Linked DNA regions of Hordeum vulgare: region 1 is linked to region 2. Evidence: chromatin contacts called from public Hi-C data. All regions are on one chromosome and are shown on one strand. Each heading gives the region's core, a stretch centred on a gene start, on an enhancer-like site or on the middle of the called end of the contact. The rest is flanking DNA. Distances are from core to core; before and after follow the strand shown. Region 1 holds the start of LOC123449124 (probable E3 ubiquitin-protein ligase LUL2). Region 2 holds the start of LOC123449121 (beta-galactosidase 6).

Region 1 (6,280 bases), core at 2,263-4,762, 380 kb after region 2:
CTGAAGTTGTGGTCTTTTGTGTTGCATTAGTGGCATCGTCACTTAAATTCTCTAACACATGTAGGACAGATTTCCACATGTGAACAAGACGACATAAGGTTTTATGGTGAGATCCCCAACGAGTATCTCCTGGCCTTGCAAGATTATTTTCCTGGTTCTTTCCTCTTCCAGTGAAGATATCACCGGTCTCAAGTTTGTTCAGAAGTTCATCATGCTGACTTTGCAATAGTTTATCTTTTCTATGACAAGAAGCATTAACCGTGTTGACAATCATGTTATCATAGTTAAAGAAGTCCAAGACAGAGGAAGAACACTTAGCAACAGAAACAACCACTAACTGCAACTGATGGGCAAAACAATGGATATAAAAGGCATATGGGTTTTCATCTATTATGCGTCTTTGCAAACCATGGAATTGTCCCCTCATATTTGATGCCCCATCATAACCTTGACCTCTCACATTAGAGATGGATAAACCAAGAGATTTTAACATACCATCCAAAGCTATCTTTAGGGAAGGGAATGTCGTGTCTGGAACATGCTTCACACCAACAAACCTCTCTATCACCTGTCCCTGATTGTTGACATACCTACATAGGGAAATAGGAACATGATTAGCATAAATTTGAATCACTCAAAGAGTAGAAAGATAAATTTCATAGTAGCTAACCTCAAAACCAAGGCCATTTGTTCTTTGATAGATGCATCTCGTGCCTCATCAACAAGTACAACAAACTTTTTATCCCCAATGTCATCAATAATAGCTTTGGTTGTAACATTAGCACAAGCTTTGCAAATCTGTTTTTGAATTTTTGGTGCGGTCATTTGATGGTTCCGAGGAGCATTGTCAAGCAATTTTGCAGCCTTATCATCTTTCCCTTTATACCATTTCAACATTTCAAGAAAATTCCCTCTATTATTTGAGCGAGAAGACTCGTCATGCCCACGAAAAGCAAGAGCTTGCAATAGCAAAAACTTTGCAATGCCTATCATAATTGTCATGCGAGCTTTATATTCTTCCTCCTCCTTCTTGGTGGCTGCTGCCAACACATAATCCACACCTTGCCGCTGATTTCTGAAAGCCTCACAATATTTCCTAGCTTTATTATGAGCACTATTAATATCCTTACCAACATGAAGATCACAAGCTTCAATCCCATTCTTCAAAAAATAAAAACCAACCCTTGTAAATGATTCTGTACCAAAATTTTCTGCCCGTGGTTGCTTAAAGAGAAAACAATAGAAACAAAATGCAGCGTCTTTAGCTACATTATATTCCAACCAATCATACCTTTTGAACCATTTATCCTGAAATCTCCGCATGTGGCTTCCAATTAATTTTGTAGGATATTTATGACCAACTGGTTGACATGGACCCATTACCAAATACTCTCTCCTAGCAGCATCTCCGACATTTACATCTAGCTCCTCAATCGGTTTTCGAAGTCCAGGATCCGCAATAATGTCATCTGGATTAAGATCGCTCTCCTCTTGGCTGCTAGTGCTAGTGTTATCATCTTCTGGTTCTGGATTAGCAACAATGTGAGGACTAAGTTGCTGCTCTTGGGAAGGGACTGTATGTTTAGGAACTGTCCCACTGCCACCTACATTCGTACCGGATTCTTGAGCACGAGAAGATTGACTCGAATTGGCAACTTGTGAAACAGACCGGAAATAAGATGATACATGTCTTGATGAAAAAGGATTTGCCCTCTTTGTCCCCTTCATTTTTCTGTAATCGGACGGCTAAAATTAGTTCTCTACCAGTCTACCTAATCAGGCAATCAAATATATACCAGAATTGAACTTTCGTTCTTTACAGTTCATACCTTGTTCAGTTCAGTTGTGCTGACCCCCTGGATGCGTCTACGTACTGGCAGGCGACAGCGTTCAGGTCTGGAACCAGGCGAGTTCAAGACGGGGCGAGCAGCGCAGGCGAGTCTCCGTCGGCGGTGGCGGCACGATCAACTCAAGAGAGCGGCAGGCCGGCGGCCACTGAGCGGTGACGAGATTTAGATCGGTGGCGGTGGTTAGATCGCTGCCGAGAAAAGGCAAGCAGCGAGCTGACTCCCTGGCGAAACGGATCGTCGATCGTACGTGGCTACGTGCTAGGAGTCAGTCCCGCAATCCCGTTTTCTTGATTGCAACGCTAGGTCGCTAGCTCTGGTAGGCTTTAGGATTAGCCCCGGTTAATCTGGCCCAAGGACACGGGCTTTTATCTATATAGGCAGGAATTTCACAAAAATATACAAAACATATACGTATACTAGGAGTGCTACGACGTAGCCCGGGCTGCCCGGCACGTAGATCCGCCCCTGACAGGGATTGCATAGTTCAAGATGCAATTGATTGGGATTTTGATTTGGGATTCATTCCGTTCGATCAATACAAAATTCAAGATTTAAATTGAATTTTTTCCTTCACAGCGTCTGTGGGATGCCGACAGTTGTCTTCTCCAGCTTCATCCACGGTTTCATTTGTGGTACAAGGTCGAGATTACTCAATATTCTTGAAGAATGTGAAGAAGCCTTACGTACGAATCGGTGGCGCCTCACGATGGACCGGCTTTGGGGTCCAGGCATCGTCCCGGGCTCCAGGCCAGCTGCGATCACATCGGATAGCAAGTGTTTATCTAGTCAAGTAGGGACGCATCCCCACTCCGGACGCTAACCAAGCCGAGTAAATGAGTGCGACGACGGAAAGGGTGTCGCCAATTAGAGGAGCACCCACATTTTCAGGCCTAAACCAACCATCCCATCCACCACCTCGACGCAACAGACGAGCAGAGGTCGCCCCAATTATTGATTGCGCTTGTAACGTGCACGCCTTTCGCCTCGGCCATTCATCAAGGGAGCCCGTGCAGCGGCAGAAACCTTTATTCCAAGGACACAAACCAAACAAGGCATGAATGTAGTACTATTATTGTTTCTTTGTCATTAGTCGAGCGGAAGGAAAAAAGGCCACTAGCAAAAGCGGAGCAGCGACACCTCTGGTTAGGCTCCCCGCTGAAACCTGACCACCACCGCCTCCCACTACTACAAAAGGGCAGGGAATATAAGCAGGATTGTTGCTGCCACTTTTCCGTTCCCAACCCCGCGAAAAAACTGCTCGGAAGTTGCTCCAATGCATTTCACTCCAATTTCAAAAGGTTTTTTTTACACGTGCGGCTTGGCTGGAGCCACAGCCACTCCACACCACGGCTCGCACTTGCATGCTGGATGGAAACGAGACCAGTGAGTGACCGTGGTTCGCCGGCCACGCGAGGACCTCACCGTAAATAGGGTCCGCGGCACATGCACTGTCACCGCCAAATCCAGAGCTCCACGCACTGGTCGTCGCACATTCACCACACGCACGTGTGGCGTGGCAGCGACGGGGTTCGAGCTCCGCCGGTGGTTTCGCGCCCGCGCGCACAAGCCCCGCGTGGGCGGCGGGAGATTCGGGGGGAGTTGAAGGGGCTACGGGTGTGATGGCCGGCCATAGCCGCCCGCAACCACCGAGGGGAAAGGGAAGGAAAGAAAAGGGAGACGATAGTGGTGTGCTTTACGCGCAACCTTCCATTATAGCCCCAAAAATACGACACCAGACGAGAAAGCAAAACAAGTGTGAGCGAGCCGGCAAGCGCCCCCTTCCGTCCCCTCCCTCCCCTCCCCTCCCCTCCCCCGATCGAATCGATCGTGTTCGATTTCGATCCGCGAGAGGGGAATCCATAGGGGGCTCGCTCAAATTCCGCCGCTGATCCTCGGAGGCGGCGGGCGGGCGGGCGTCTTCTTTTTATTGGATTCTTGGGTTTCTTCTTCTTGGGGACGTTGGGAGGAGGCGGGCGAGGTTCCTCCAATTTCGATGCTCCAGGGCCCCGAGATCCGAGCCTGAGCGCGTCTCCCCGGGCTCGCGGCGGGTGATCTGCGTCGCGCGCGGGAGCTATGGGCAACGCGGGCAGCAACGGCGGGGGAGGCGGCCCCGGCCACCGCCGCCGGAGCTCCGGCCACGGCCACGGCCACGGCCACCACCACCAGGCGCCGCCGCCGCAGCAGCAGCCGGAGGCCGCACCCAACCGCTACGTCTTCGCCGCCGCCACGCCCTACCCGCCGCAGTACCCCAACCCCAACCCGCCGCAGTACTACCCGCAGTACGGGAACTACTACCCGCCGCCGCCGCCGTCCGTGCAGGTGCCCCTCCCGGCGCCCTACGACCACCACCACAGGGGCGCCGCGCCGCCGCCCAACGTGCCCCCCGCGGAGTTCCCGCCCTCCGTCCACTCCCACCACTACCCCGGCTGGGCCGGACGGTACCCCTACGGCCTCCAGCCGCCCATGCCCACGCCCTACGTCGAGCACCAGAAGGCCGTCACCATCCGCAACGACGTCAACCTCAAGAAGGAGACGCTCCGGATTGAGCCTGATGAAGACTGTCCCGGCCGCTTCCTCGTCGCCTTCACCTTCGATGCCACCGTCGCTGGAAGGTGAATCCCTCTTCCTTGTCTTAAATCTTATGTTTGTGCCGTTATATGTGTATATGCCGGCAGCTACCTGCCAGTGGCCAGGAGCAGGATTTGTGTGGAACATGCTCTTGTTTGCATGGATTCGTTCTTTACATCGACGTTGATGCTTTGAGGAATTAGTCTCTGTCTCTGATGATGGTGATGCTTTCACTTGCTTGAGGTTAAGGTCGATATTTGTCTATTTCAGCGATCTTTGACCACCATCTGTTTGTTGATTGACGATTCTCTCTATTGATTAACACAGAAAAAGGAAATTAGAGAAAATTATACATAAAGACTTATTGTCTACAAAAGTATTACCTGAGGACATTATAACACACTTATAAGAACCCGGAGCTCCGTCATCTGTGCAGTATCCTTGATACCTTGGTCCTTGCAAAGAATTCTTCTTCAATAGCCAGAAATCCAGCTGTAGCATTGTATGCAATGTCTATTTTCATTAGATTATTCTCAAAAGTTTTTTAGCAAAAACTCTGTGATCGAGAATATTGTAGCAACGATGAAGTTCCAATGGTTCTACAGTTGCCATATACTCCCTCCGTTCCTAAATATAAGTCTTTTAAGCGATTTTACTAAGAGTCTACATACGGAGCAAAATGATTGAATCTATACTCTAAAATATGTCTATATACATCCGTATGTAGTCTACTAGTAAAATCTCTACAAAGATTTATATTTAGGAACGGAGGGAGTACTTTGATCCCTTGGTAACTGTTGAACCTTGTAGTTGTGTGTCTGTAGTCTGGAGGTAGAACACTACATATTTAGGTTCCTGCCTAGTCAAAAAAAGAAGAAGGAACTTTTGTGTTGATTGTGAGGCTTACACAGGATACTCTATCGCATTGTTAACACCACGTATTACTTATGCCCTTCTCCGAGGGGGCCTAGTCGTCAACAAATATTATGTATATTGTCCAACACTCATTCTTCCCTGCATCACTTCCTGCTCAATTGTTACTGTAGGGATATATCTATTCTCTAAACAGACATTCTAAGATTGTTAAGGTCTTCTCCCTAGCACCATTTTCCCTCTTTCATCATCATTTTTGTAGCACCCAATTCTTGCTCAGAAGTGAATAATCTGTTGTGACCAGATGTTGGTTAACAAGCGAGTCTTCCTTTCTACTCCCTCCATATAGAAATAAGAGTGTTTAGATCACTAACTTTAGTGATCTAAACGCTCCTATATTTCTTTACAGAGGGAGTAGTTTATTTGGAATTGATGTGTTCTGATTATGAGCCACCAAAAAGAATTCTTGGAATTTCAGTCCTACCAAGTTGTCTATGACATTCCGTGATAAAGCTTGCATCTTGCTATTTTTTCTCAAAAATAATTTGAAGTGTAATAGGTTCCTAAATTGCTAATGGTTAGCGAAATATGGATTTGAATTCAATTTGTTTTTTCTGGGATCACTGTACCAAGCACATTGAACGGATCCTTCCTGCATATATGGCACTGGTATGTTTGTAGAGGGTTTTGGTGTTTTGTGCTAAAGTTGCGTTGCTGTTTAATATGTACGTATATTGTTGTACTTTCATGTTGTATGACTAAAGCATTACAGCTAACTTAATACAGGCAAAAGAACTCCTATTCTTTCTGTATTGTTAGGTGATTTACCATTCTTCTTGATCTACTTTCTTGAACAGCATGACTGTCTACTTCTTTGCAAAGGAAGAGCTCAACTGCAATCTAACAGCGATGAAGCCAGACTTGATCAAGCCTGTTACTGTTAGCTTCAAAGAGGGTCTTGGCCAGAAGTTTAGGCAACCTTCAGGGAC
Region 2 (5,672 bases), core at 258-2,757:
GGCACGCTCGGGCAGCGGCCCGACGGGATCCTGACGGCGCTGCGGGGGCTGCCGGCGGATCTGGGGTTCACAACTCCAGATCGGTTCTCCTTCTCGGATGATGCTGGATCTGAACATGGTGGTGGCGTCATCCCCTTCGTCAGGGATGACGATCAGGTGGTGGGTCCTTGTGACGTTGCCGGTGGCGGCGGATCTTGGGATCCCGCTTTCTGGGGACGTCGCAGGATGTGGTGGCCCGTGCAGGAGAGATGGGTTCTTCGAACAGATCTGGGTAAAAGCTTGCTTTCGGCTACTGCCAAAGCCGGCGATGGCGGCGTTGTCTACGTCATTTCCTTCCTGAAGGCATCGCTGAGGAGAAGTTCAAGGCCACTCTTTGCTACCTTCGGGGGAAACCCTAGATCAGTAGATTGGATGGCGGCGATGCTCTGGTGTTGTTTCCCTCTTGGGGGCGTCATTCATGGAGGTACACACGGGCTCGAGGGATCATTGGGCGGCATCAACGATGGAGCGGCGTTCCTTGTGACACATTGATGTCGTGGAGTCTCGGCGGCGAGGCGCAGCAAAGTCTCGACGACGGATGCGTGATGATGAGCGCGCGTTGGGAGGAGGCGTTGTCTGGCACCGTGGGGGCATCGACGGCAGGCCCTGCAAGGTCGATGCGTCAGTAACTCTTCTGAAGATGGATTGATGGAAAGCGGCGGCGACAACCTATGAGGGTGCGTTGGACCGGTTTGTGCCCCTGACCCGGTATGTGGCTCGGTCGGGGCCTTCGGCTTTAGATGTTAGGCTAGGTGAGAGGTCTGGGTATGTGGCTTACACTTTCTGCACCCCTTCATCATTGGATAGGAGTAGCGACAGATATTGCCAAGAGAACGGCTTCAGATATATTGATGTATTGCTTTATAAGATATTTGTGAATAATTAATAAAATGGCTGCATGCATCTTCCAGATGCACATGCCTGGGGTCATCCTCCTTTAAAAAAAATCCCTACGCACGGCAGCGACAACTGGCTCCTGTCTACAGCTCGCCGCGTCATCATCTTCCACTTCCACTGCTCCAAAATTAAGCCACCACTTTCCACCCTCGCCATTTCCATTTTTCTAGCACAAGATAAGAAACGAAAAGGAGATGGATCCTTCGCCGCGGGACAGTCCAGGACGCCGGCAGTGCAGCATATGATACGCGCGCGGGGACGGGGAAGCGACAAGGCCGTTCTAGACCTGAGCGGCAGACGTGGTACAACTAGCGCTACGTGCTGGTAACGGGGCTGGGGATCGACAAGCGACAACGCCGGCCGGTCACCGCACACGACCCCTGTCGGTGTAGCTAGCCGGCCCCATTTTCTATCTTTCTTTGCGAGGCCAATGCCAAGAGCACATGCCCGGAGGCGTACGGCGAGGGGGAATACTAAACGCTCTCTGCAGCAAGTAAAAAAAAGAAGAGGGGGGTGTAATTTTCAGCGAGGGAGAAAAGAGGGTGAGAGGCAGCAAGGAAGGAAGATGCTTGCATTACTCCCGCGGCCCACCCATCAATCATCCACGCCGTGTGTACCACCGAACCATCACGCCGCCGCCATTAACTACTGCTGCTAGCAACTCGCAGCAGGAGTAAATTCTTTCTCCCTCCCGTCTATCCGATCCGATCCAGTTCAATCTCGTTTTCTCATCGCGATCGCGCACCCCAGGTGTCCGCCATTGTTGCCGTTGCTTGCAAGCAGCAGCAAAACCGGACGCCCGGGGCAGGTCAAGAGCAGGGAAGATCCACGAGAGAGAACACGGCCACACTCCACACCCACCCCATTGCCTGCCGCGAGCGCGCAAAAAAGCCTTTTTAATCGCGGTGGGAGAAGGAGGAGGGGCACGGCACCACCACCACCACCGCATCCACAAACCACAAGACCACAAGGAACAAACAAAGCGAGAAAGCGAGGTGCATTTCGTTTGTGCCCTGCCCATGGGGTGTATATTAAACCACCAGTAGTGTCTCTGGTGTGTGTGCGCTCTGCTGCTCCGTTAAAATCCCATTTCGCCTGGGAAGCCAAGCCACACACCGAGGCACCGAGCTAGCAGCAGCAGCAGCAGCCTCCGGCTTCTCTCCTCTCTTTCTTTTTCTTTTCTCTCACCGCCCCCCACCGAGCAACTCCAGCTGCTGCTCGTCGCCCTCACTCCACTCCACGTCCACCGCGCTACTAGCTCGGCTAGTACACCGAACGCCATCATCCCACGAACAAGGTGCAGTCCTTGTCGCTGTTTCTTCTCAGGAGAGCGACAAAGCAATGGCGGCCGTCGGCAGGCTGCCGAGCGCGGCGGCGGCCCTGCTGCTCGCGCTGCTCTGCCTGGCGGGGACGTCGGCGGCGACCAACGTGACGTACGACCACCGCGCGCTGGTCATCGACGGCGTGCGCCGCGTGCTCGTCTCCGGCTCCATCCACTACCCGCGGAGCACCCCCGACGTACGTCCGGCTCTCTTTTGCTTTCTTTCTTTCTCGTCTGTGCGTGGCCTCTCCCTACTCTCTTCTCCGAGGATAGCTCAACACTGGCTGGCGTTGATTGCAGATGTGGCCGGGGCTGATGCAGAAGGCCAAGGACGGCGGCCTGGACGTGGTCGAGACGTACGTCTTCTGGGACGTCCACGAGCCCGTCCGGGGACAGGCACGTTCTCCACTCCATACCGGCCATCAACCTCTCTCTCTCTCTCTCTCTTGCTGCTGTGCTATTTTCTCTAGTGTCATACTACTTTCGTTTCTCCTTTTCTCAAATCATCTCCTCCAGCTGGTCGTCATGTCATGTGTGAAAGGGCAGTGCTTGCTTCCCCTGCACCCTATGCTTTATTCTTCCCACTCGCTCCCAAGCTCTCTTTAATTACTTACCGATCGTACACTGTCGTCTATCATGAGCTCCCTTCGAACTAGTGACATTTTGCATAGTAAATAATATATTGTGTATTGCATTGTATCGGTATGTGCTACTACTTGCTGTTGCAAAATCAAGCCACGAAAACTCTGACGGTTACGAGCCGCAACGTGACAGTACGACTTCGAGGGCAGGAATGACCTGGTGAGGTTCGTCAAGGCCGCCGCCGACGCCGGGCTCTACGTGCACCTCAGGATCGGCCCCTACGTCTGCGCCGAGTGGAACTACGGGTCTGGATTCCGACTCTACACAATTTCCCCCTGTCCGATCTCGGTTTCAGTAGGAGGAGCGGAGCGGAGCGATGGAGCCTAACCGTGTGCCGTTTGTTGATCGTGTGACCCCGACCGCAGAGGCTTCCCGCTATGGCTGCACTTCATCCCGGGGATCAAGCTCCGCACCGACAACGAGCCTTTCAAGGTACGCGGCGGCATAATTGTGCGAGCAATGCAGCTTGATCGATCGATCCATCATGAGTGAAATGATTCGGTGGATGATTCGGGTTGGGTGGTGTGGTGTGGTGTGGGTGCAGACGGAGATGCAGCGGTTCACGGAGAAGGTGGTGGCGACGATGAAGGGCGCGGGGCTGTACGCGTCGCAGGGCGGGCCCATCATCCTGTCGCAGATCGAGAACGAGTACGGCAACATCGCCGCCTCCTACGGCGCGGCGGGGAAGTCGTACATCCGGTGGGCCGCCGGGATGGCCGTGGCGCTCGACACCGGCGTGCCCTGGGTCATGTGCCAGCAGACCGACGCGCCAGAACCCCTCGTAAGTTCATTTTTTTTTTCATCCATTGTCGGCTCGCCGCGCCCCTGGGTCATCGTTGTTATTACCGGACGGCAGCGAGACTGAATCTGAATGAACTGGGAAAAAAAAACATGGATGGGTGCAGATCAACACGTGCAACGGGTTCTACTGCGACCAGTTCACGCCCAGCTTGCCCAGCAGGCCCAAGCTGTGGACAGAGAACTGGAGCGGCTGGTTCCTCTCCTTCGGCGGCGCCGTGCCCTACCGCCCCACCGAGGACCTCGCCTTCGCCGTCGCGCGCTTCTACCAGCGTGGCGGCACCCTGCAGAACTACTACATGGTACGTGCGCCCACAGCTGATGGATGGTCCTCTGCTCTGCGCTGCTCCTGTGACTAACTCCGGCCGGGTCTTTCTTAACTCTTAACTCTACTCTGTCGGTAGTACCACGGAGGGACCAACTTCGGCCGCAGCTCCGGAGGTCCGTTCATATCCACGAGCTACGACTACGACGCCCCCATCGACGAGTACGGTGAGCACCCGTCTTCTTCCTTTGAGCTGCCCGTGTCTCGATTTTCTCCTTCGGTTCCTGAACAATGCGTTTGATTTTGCCCTTCTCGCAATGCGTGATTCAGGGCTGGTGAGGCAGCCAAAGTGGGGCCACTTGAGGGATGTCCATAAGGCGATAAAGATGTGCGAGCCTGCGCTCATAGCAACCGATCCATCATACATGTCCCTCGGTCAAAATGCAGAGGTACGCGATCCGCTTTTCACAAAAGCAACTTTTATTTAGCCAAAAAAAGAGGGCAAAGCAACTTTCGTTTTAACGAGAAAAGAAAGACAAATCAATCAGCGTCGCGGAGCAAATCTTGTTCAGGAATGATAGTGTATATACCTTTATGGTATGTTCTGTTGTGCTTAATGATGATGATGATGATGATGGTATCTGCATTTTCTTCTGGCTTCAGGCACACGTATACAAGTCCGGTTCACTGTGTGCAGCATTCCTTGCGAATATAGACGATCAGTCTGATAAGACTGTCACTTTCAACGGCAAGGCATATAAACTCCCCGCGTGGTCTGTCAGCATCCTTCCTGACTGCAAGAATGTGGTGCTCAACACTGCCCAGGTATGTGCACTTGCCTTGTTTTAAGACAAAGAAGCCGTGTTTCTGGAACAAATGCTGACCTTGGATCTGATTACGGTACACAAACGATACTACTCTTCGCAGATCAACTCTCAGGTAGCATCTACACAGATGAGAAACCTGGGGTTCAGCACTCAGGCGTCTGACGGTTCATCCGTCGAAGCAGAACTCGCTGCATCTAGCTGGAGCTACGCCGTAGAGCCTGTCGGTATCACAAAGGAGAACGCCTTGACAAAGCCTGGGCTGATGGAGCAGATAAACACCACCGCGGACGCCAGCGATTTCCTGTGGTACTCAACAAGGTACAGGATTGCACTCTTAGCTGTACTTGTGCAGATGGTGATCCCTAAGCTGGCGGTGACAGGTTTTACTGACTGGTTTCTACTTTGTGCAGCATCGTCGTGGCGGGTGGTGAACCGTATCTGAATGGTAGTCAGTCCAATCTGCTTGTCAACTCACTTGGGCATGTTCTTCAGGTCTTCATCAATGGCAAGTTGGCAGGTAATGTGTGAGAAGAAAATGCAAACTCATTCAGATGACATTTGTAAGGTGCATTTTGTGTACTGAAATGTATAAGTATTGAAATCTTACCAGGTAGCAGTAAGGGCAGTGCTAGTAGCTCCCTGATCTCATTGACAACACCAGTTACACTTGTAACTGGGAAGAATAAAATAGATCTTCTGAGTGCAACAGTTGGCCTGACGGTGAGTCAATATCCACTCTACTCCATTTTGCTGTCCATCTGTACTTTGACATTTTAAAATGTGTATTCAAAATTGAAAAATCACATCTAATACCAAGTTACTAACATTGTACCTCCTTAACTCTACTGTGGCTTCAGAACTATGGTGCATTCTTTGACCTAGT

Evidence for each region. Hi-C and Micro-C count contacts between places; a contact is called where the count stands out from the background.
Region 1: a contact with region 2 is called in a Hi-C map of seedling, with 6 times the contacts expected there. The contact joins the promoter of LOC123449124 here to the promoter of LOC123449121 in region 2. A contact is called at or near these places in 6 of 6 Hi-C or Micro-C datasets (leaf, seedling and an unstated tissue) and 1 of 1 datasets of contacts at active chromatin or transcription factors (embryo).

Annotation. Positions count from the first base shown.
Region 1 is chr4H:495,955,674-495,961,953 of MorexV3_pseudomolecules_assembly, forward strand. LOC123449124 (probable E3 ubiquitin-protein ligase LUL2) reads left to right here and starts at 3,513. Exons shown (of 3, transcript XM_045126215.1): 1 at 3,513-4,462; 2 at 6,149-6,280. The coding sequence starts at 3,924.
Region 2 is chr4H:495,573,285-495,578,956 of MorexV3_pseudomolecules_assembly, forward strand. It overlaps LOC123449121 (beta-galactosidase 6), which reads left to right and starts at 1,508. Exons shown (of 17, transcript XM_045126213.1): 1 at 1,508-2,454; 2 at 2,558-2,653; 3 at 3,032-3,144; 4 at 3,265-3,331; 5 at 3,444-3,680; 6 at 3,805-3,999; 7 at 4,102-4,189; 8 at 4,293-4,411; 9 at 4,626-4,787; 10 at 4,890-5,107; 11 at 5,200-5,306; 12 at 5,400-5,509; 13 at 5,647-5,672. The coding sequence starts at 2,278.